2 separate regions of the Mus musculus genome follow, and region 2 is linked to region 1. A link is a contact called in public HiChIP or PLAC-seq data. All regions are on one chromosome and are shown on one strand. Each heading gives the region's core, a stretch centred on a gene start, on an enhancer-like site or on the middle of the called end of the contact. The rest is flanking DNA. Distances are from core to core; before and after follow the strand shown. Region 1 has its middle 230 kb from the start of Gm39035. Region 2 has its middle 130 kb from the start of Gm36865.

The links. HiChIP or PLAC-seq counts read pairs in DNA pulled down with a chosen protein or histone mark.
Region 2: a contact with region 1 is called in an H3K27ac HiChIP or PLAC-seq map of the NIH/3T3 cell line, with 4 times the contacts expected there. The contact joins two enhancer-like sites. A contact is called at or near these places in 3 of 484 Hi-C or Micro-C datasets (the 3T3-L1 cell line, 3T3-L1-derived adipocytes and adipose-derived mesenchymal stem cells) and 3 of 115 datasets of contacts at active chromatin or transcription factors (the NIH/3T3 cell line, embryonic fibroblasts and fibro-adipogenic progenitors).

Annotation. Positions count from the first base shown.
Region 1 is chr7:72,540,324-72,543,222 of GRCm38.p6, forward strand. No RefSeq gene overlaps it. Among named protein-coding and RNA genes, the nearest start is that of Gm39035, 230 kb to the left of the region's middle. Within about 2 kb of position 1,453, at least 78 of the 459 cell types and tissues checked have an H3K27ac peak or open chromatin away from gene starts, as enhancers often do. A contact at or near this core is called in the NIH/3T3 cell line and embryonic fibroblasts, where this site is marked.
Region 2 is chr7:72,690,578-72,693,476 of GRCm38.p6, forward strand. No RefSeq gene overlaps it. Among named protein-coding and RNA genes, the nearest start is that of Gm36865, 130 kb to the right of the region's middle. Within about 2 kb of position 1,459, at least 32 of the 459 cell types and tissues checked have an H3K27ac peak or open chromatin away from gene starts, as enhancers often do. A contact at or near this core is called in the NIH/3T3 cell line and embryonic fibroblasts, where this site is marked.

The DNA.
Region 1 (2,899 bases), core at 203-2,702:
TTTGTCTGTGAATTTGTAGGGCTTTTGGTAGATGGCTGATGGGGTGACCCAGGTACCCTCCTCCCTCTAGAAGTTTGCACAGAGCCTCTGAGATGGCCGACCAGGCAGGAGGGATGACTGAAAAGGATATCTTCAAACAGATGCCCTGGCATAAGACACAATCGACTAGCCAAGTTGTTTGTCAGCCTTGGCCTCAATGACTTCTGCTTTTCTGCAAAAGGGTCCTGGAGGGGGAGAGGTATTAATTTCAGTGTATGTTAATGTTTGGTATAAAGAAAATTGTGGAAACTTACATCTTAAATTAGCCCAGCCATCCAGCTTGAGACAAAGTGCCAATCCTATCCACTAGACTATTGTATCTCCCCCTCCCCCCAAGTTCTAAATAAGTCATAAGAAGCCTGTAGATCATAAAAGAAACCTCACTGCAAAACAACTCATTCTCCCTCTCTCTCCCTCCCTCTCTCTCTCTCTCTCTCTCTCTCCCTCCAAGTCAGGAGGTCTTTAATTTTAATTTCCTGTCACATGTGGAAGGTACACTGAGTAACTGGGAAAAAGAGTTTGGATGAGCAAAGCCCCAGCTGAGCTAGTGGATAGAGGTTTGTGGGGAGTTGAGAAAATAGGAGGTAGTTAGTAAGGTGGGAAAATAAATTGATAAGCACACACACACACACACACACACACACACACACTACAAGCCCCCTTGATTGTTAAGATTAATTCTGATCAAATATATGAACCCCAAACTATTAAATTTTTTGCAATTCTTGGGTCTCAGCTATAATTGGAGTTGAATGTTCTGGGGAGATGTTTAACCGTTGTGTGGCTCCTAAAGAGAATCCTTAGACAGCCCTCCGCCTACACACAGAGACATACAGGCAAACCCACTCCCCCAATTCCTGTTTTCATATATAGTATCTTCATTTCTTACCTTCCCTAAAACAGTGTCATATTTTCTTGTGTCAGGGAATAAATGCGGGACACTGGATATTTCCATGCAAAAATACAAACCACGAGGATATAGTCCCCAAACTCTCACTTTTCACTTTGCATCCACAGACAGGAATGGCCACCATGCACTCTTTAAGCTGTGACAGCACATGATCGGGGACAATTGGCCAAATAGTGAATATTAGGGGAATTCTAAAGCCCCAGTGATAGACAAGTTGCCATCCACCTACAAAGGGTAAAAGAAGACATCCTGAGCAGACAGGGTAGGGAAAGCATCCCATGTTTTCTCTTGCTTTCTGTTCCCTGGGAGAGTCCTTGTGAGCACAAAGCCACGAAAACAATAGGCCCAGCTGCAAGGGCAGTAAGGCAATTTATTAGGGAGATGACATTTTTAATGAGAACCACTTGTGGGAGGAGAACAAAGGGCCTGTTTGGTCAGAAGGATGCTCTCCAGTCTCCTCTGAAGTGCATGAAAAAGTAATTTTGTTTTTTCCGCGTCATACTGCAAGCCGTGGAATTTCCTCACACCCCAGATGTTGTCCAGCACAGATGCTGAACAAATGGAGCAACCATCCCACGAGTATTTCAAAAAGGAAAAAAGAAAAAGAAAAAAAAAAGGTAGCTCAGGGGATTTTTATGAGTTTTGTGGCCAAGAAAATCATTAGCAAATAATGAGCTTAGGAAAGAAGGCTGCGGTTAGCAAGATGTGGCCGGACACACAAAACTGTTCACTGCCATCCGAAAGCAAACGGGGAGCTCCGTCTTCAGTAGAGAAAAATAGAAACCTGTGGGTGGAGCTGCGGTATCTGCTTCCTAGTGGGTCTGCTGAAATCAAGTCTTCTGAATATTGTTTTGGCTGGATTCTAAAAATGATTAAACACAGTATGTTTACTCTTTAAAATGTGAAAATCAGAGATTATTCACTGGTACTATTACTTCACACGCCTCCAGAAAAAGAGTAGTTCCAATGTTCTAGCCTCTTTCCTCTGAGAGCGATACTCAGTGTACGCTCAGTCAGCTCTGAACCTCCTCCCTCTCCCTCCCCCTCCCCTTCCCCCTCCCTCTCTCTCTCTCCCTGTCCCTCTCCCTCTTGTTGTCTGTCTCTGTCTCTCACCCTCTCTGTCCCTATGTCTATTTCTGTCTGTCTGCTTGTCTCTGTCCCTCTCTGTCTCTTTCCTTCCCTCTGTCTGTCTCTCTGTCTTTGTTTGCCTCTCTGTCTCTCTCTCCCCCTCTCTCCCTCTCTATGTCTTTGTCTCTATGTCTCTTTCTCTCTCTCCTTCTGTCTCTCCCTCTCTCTGTGTCTGTCTCTTTCTCTCTGTCCATCTTTCTCTCTCTGCCTCTCTGTCTCTATCTCTTTCTCTTCCTCTGTCTGTCTCTCTGTCTCTCACTCCCTCTCTCTTCATCTCTCTGGTCTCAGTCTTTCTCTCTTTCCCTCTTAGTCTCTGTTTCTTCCTGTCTATCTCTCCCTCTGTCTCTCTCCCTCTCTCTGTCTCTTTCTCCCCCTCTGTCTATCTCACTGTCTCTGTTTGTCTCTGTCTCTCTCCTTCTTTCTCCCTGTCTCTCTCTCTGTATCTCTCTCTACCTGTGTCTATCTCTGTTTCTCTCCCTTTCTCTCTCTCTCTCTCTCTCTCTCTCTCTCTCTCTCTCTCTCTCTGAAAGTGAATGTAGGGAATGCAGTATAGATGGAGATGGAAGGAAGAAAGTTCAGCCCAGTTTCTTCTTGGACCAGACATCAGGGGCTGCTCTGTGTCCTAGGAAGCAACAGAGGAATTTGCATGGGCTTTCTAAGTCAGTTTCCTTTCCCTACTCAGGCAGAAGCTTGCCTATGTGTCTTAGGAAGGCCCTGTTGCACCATGTTTCAGGTCAGAATTCAAGAACTAATGGTGTTTGAAAAATCAAAGCAAAAGCAAGCCTCTGATCCGAGTTTCAGAATCTCACAGGGGCACCATCA
Region 2 (2,899 bases), core at 209-2,708, 150 kb after region 1:
ATCACCATCAAAATTCCAAAAATGTATTTCGCTGATGTAAAAAAAATAAATAAATAAATAAAAATCCTAATTACAATGGAAGTGAATAGGGTACTGAGTAGCCATCACAATAATTAGCCTATAGAACAATATGGGGACATCACCATACTTGATTTCAAGTTATGCTATAGAGCCATAGTAATGAGGAATAGCAATCTTCGGAAAGTACTGGCATAGAACAGGGGCTCCATGGAGACACCCGTACAATCACAAGCACCTCATTTTGGCTGGATGTCAAGGACATACATTGGAGAAAAGACTGGCAGAGGCAGCAATTTCAGAATTTAGATGCTACTTCTCATTATGTGTGGTACTTTTATGGTTTAAAAGGTTGGGGACTGCTGGGTATGATGTCTCATGAGGCTGTGCATTCTGGGAACTATTGCTTTCTCTCAAAGTACCACAAAACCATAACCCACATAGTATGCAATACTTCTAAGTATTGTCAGTGTATTTCTGCTGCATTTTTCAAAACCTGACTACATACACAAAGTATGAGGAAGAATATTATGAGATCTAGCCTCTCCCTGGTTCCCTAACCCATTAACTCTAAGCTCCGTTCAAATAATAAAATGGCATTGCTATTTGTAAACAATAGGTGCCTGTTGTGCTCATTAGTCCACACAAAGATTGGCACCAGACAAAACTAATGTATCCTGAGCATGTTTCAGATTCTAGACATCATGGTAATTTCTATCATTTTAAATGAGGGCACCATCTTCGAGATGAGTAAGGGGCCAGAAATGTCCATAGCCTGAGTGACATGAAGCAGAAAGTCAGTCACACCTGCTAAAGCTTTGCCACCTCTCAGCAGGAAGAAATACAGTCAATCTGTTCCATTCACTAGACATTGAAAAATCACATGGTGTTTACTGTAATGGAGTCATGAGGAGGAAGAAGGAAAGGGCATTCAATTCCTGCCACAGGTGACAACTGAAGAATGGGAATAAAAAAAAGGAGGCTTCCAGAGAGTCCCTAGCAGCAGGAGCTGATGCCCTTCAGTCAGATCCACTTATTCCGAATGCTGCTTGTGGTGAAAGATGGTTGCCAGGTTAAGCATCGTGCCATCTGCTTCCAGACTCGATAAAAAGAGAGCAAAACAAGATAAAGGGAATTTTTGAAGCTTAAAATCTGCATGAATGGCTCATACTTTACTTATGTTGTGTAAGCTTTCACTTCGCCACCACAGAATGTCACCTTTACAGCTCATGAATCCAAGATCTTTTGCTCAAAAAAAAAAAAAAAAAAAAAAAAGGATTGCCAGATAAGATACAGTTCACCCAAAACCAACACCCAGTAGCATCGAAGATGCCTGTGCTTTCTGGAGCATTCTTCGCAGGAACACCCTTTGCTACTCGGTGGGTTGGAGGAGAAAGGGGGCTGTGTTAGTCACCAAGGCCAGTTAGTGCCTGTGCATTCTGGTTCTTCCCCGAGTTTAACATCCGGGATTGAAAAGATGCCAGACACCGTGGAGGAAACGCTAATCCCTCTGAATGTGTTCCTGTAGAATTTAGTGCTGACTCAACAGATAGGTACCAACACGTCCTGTACAATGCGGGTGGAAGGAGGAGAAATCAGAAGGAACATTTATAAAAATGCTTTGAAGCATTTATTTCTACATAAATGTGAAATGAAATGGTTTAAGTCAGACCTCACTTCCCAAGTAAGTATTACAAAGGGGCTCTGTCATCAGGCTTCCTGGATAACACATCATGACATGGGGAATAGGCGTCTCTAGGCGGTACATGATTCATACTTCTCATTGATGAATCTAAGCCTTGGTTTTTAATTTTTCAAGTTACAAGGAAAAAGGAAGTAGAGAGTAAACTGACATCAAACATCAAACTCAGTGTTCCCCAAGACTTTCTTGGCTGCTGAGCCCAGATACACCAGTGTATTTGTCAGAATATTTTGGTTGAAAAGACTCAAATTAAAATGTCAATATATCAGTGACATGCCACAGCAGGCCCCAGGACCAAGAAGAGTTCCTCAATGCAAAATAAATATGATGTTTTTGTGTGCCTTTTTTGGTTTTGTTTTGGTACTTGTTTTGTTTTTGTTTGTTTTTAAATCTAGGTTGTTAATTTATTTGTTTATGAGAATGTGGAAAGAATATGAAATTGGTTGGGTAAGTTCCAGGAGGAGTTGGGGGAGGAAAAGAGTATGCTTATCAGCTGCATGAGTTTTCTAGTGGATTCTTTAGAGTCTTATATTCAGAATCATATCTTCAAATAACGATCCTTTCACTTTTTCGCTTTCCTACCTGTACTTTATCTATTTCATTTTTCTTATTGTTCTGGCTAAGAACTCAAATACTATATTGAACAGAAATGGAAAATTCGGGTATTCTTCCTCAGCTGCTAGCTGTCATAGTGCTGGAAGATTCTAGGTGCACAACAGAAGGAGCAAAGTAGGCATTAGCCTCATCCACTTGTGAACCCTGCAAGCCAAAATAATAAGTCAGTTACGGTGACTTACACAATAGTGGCCTGAATGTTATAAAAACAATCAAATACTTTCTTCATGACTTTAAGGCTTGCACTGTAGGATGAAACCCATACTGTTAATCAAACCAAGAACCAATAGCTAAATAAGTCAGAGGCCTGATGGTAGAATCTATTACAATCCTGCTAAATAGAAATACTATTAATCCTTCTTGCTATGTCCAGAGATTCATGCATTTCTCAGCTCTCACAAGAGAGGCTTCCTCTTGCAGTAGACAGCTGTTAATACAGAGCTCCATACACAGCTGGTCAATAGAAGAAGAGACTGTAGAGAGCTTAGCCCTACCTGAGACATCTCTATCACACTCTCCTTACAAGACTCAGGAACTACTGAAGAAGAGGGTTTGGAAAGGCCC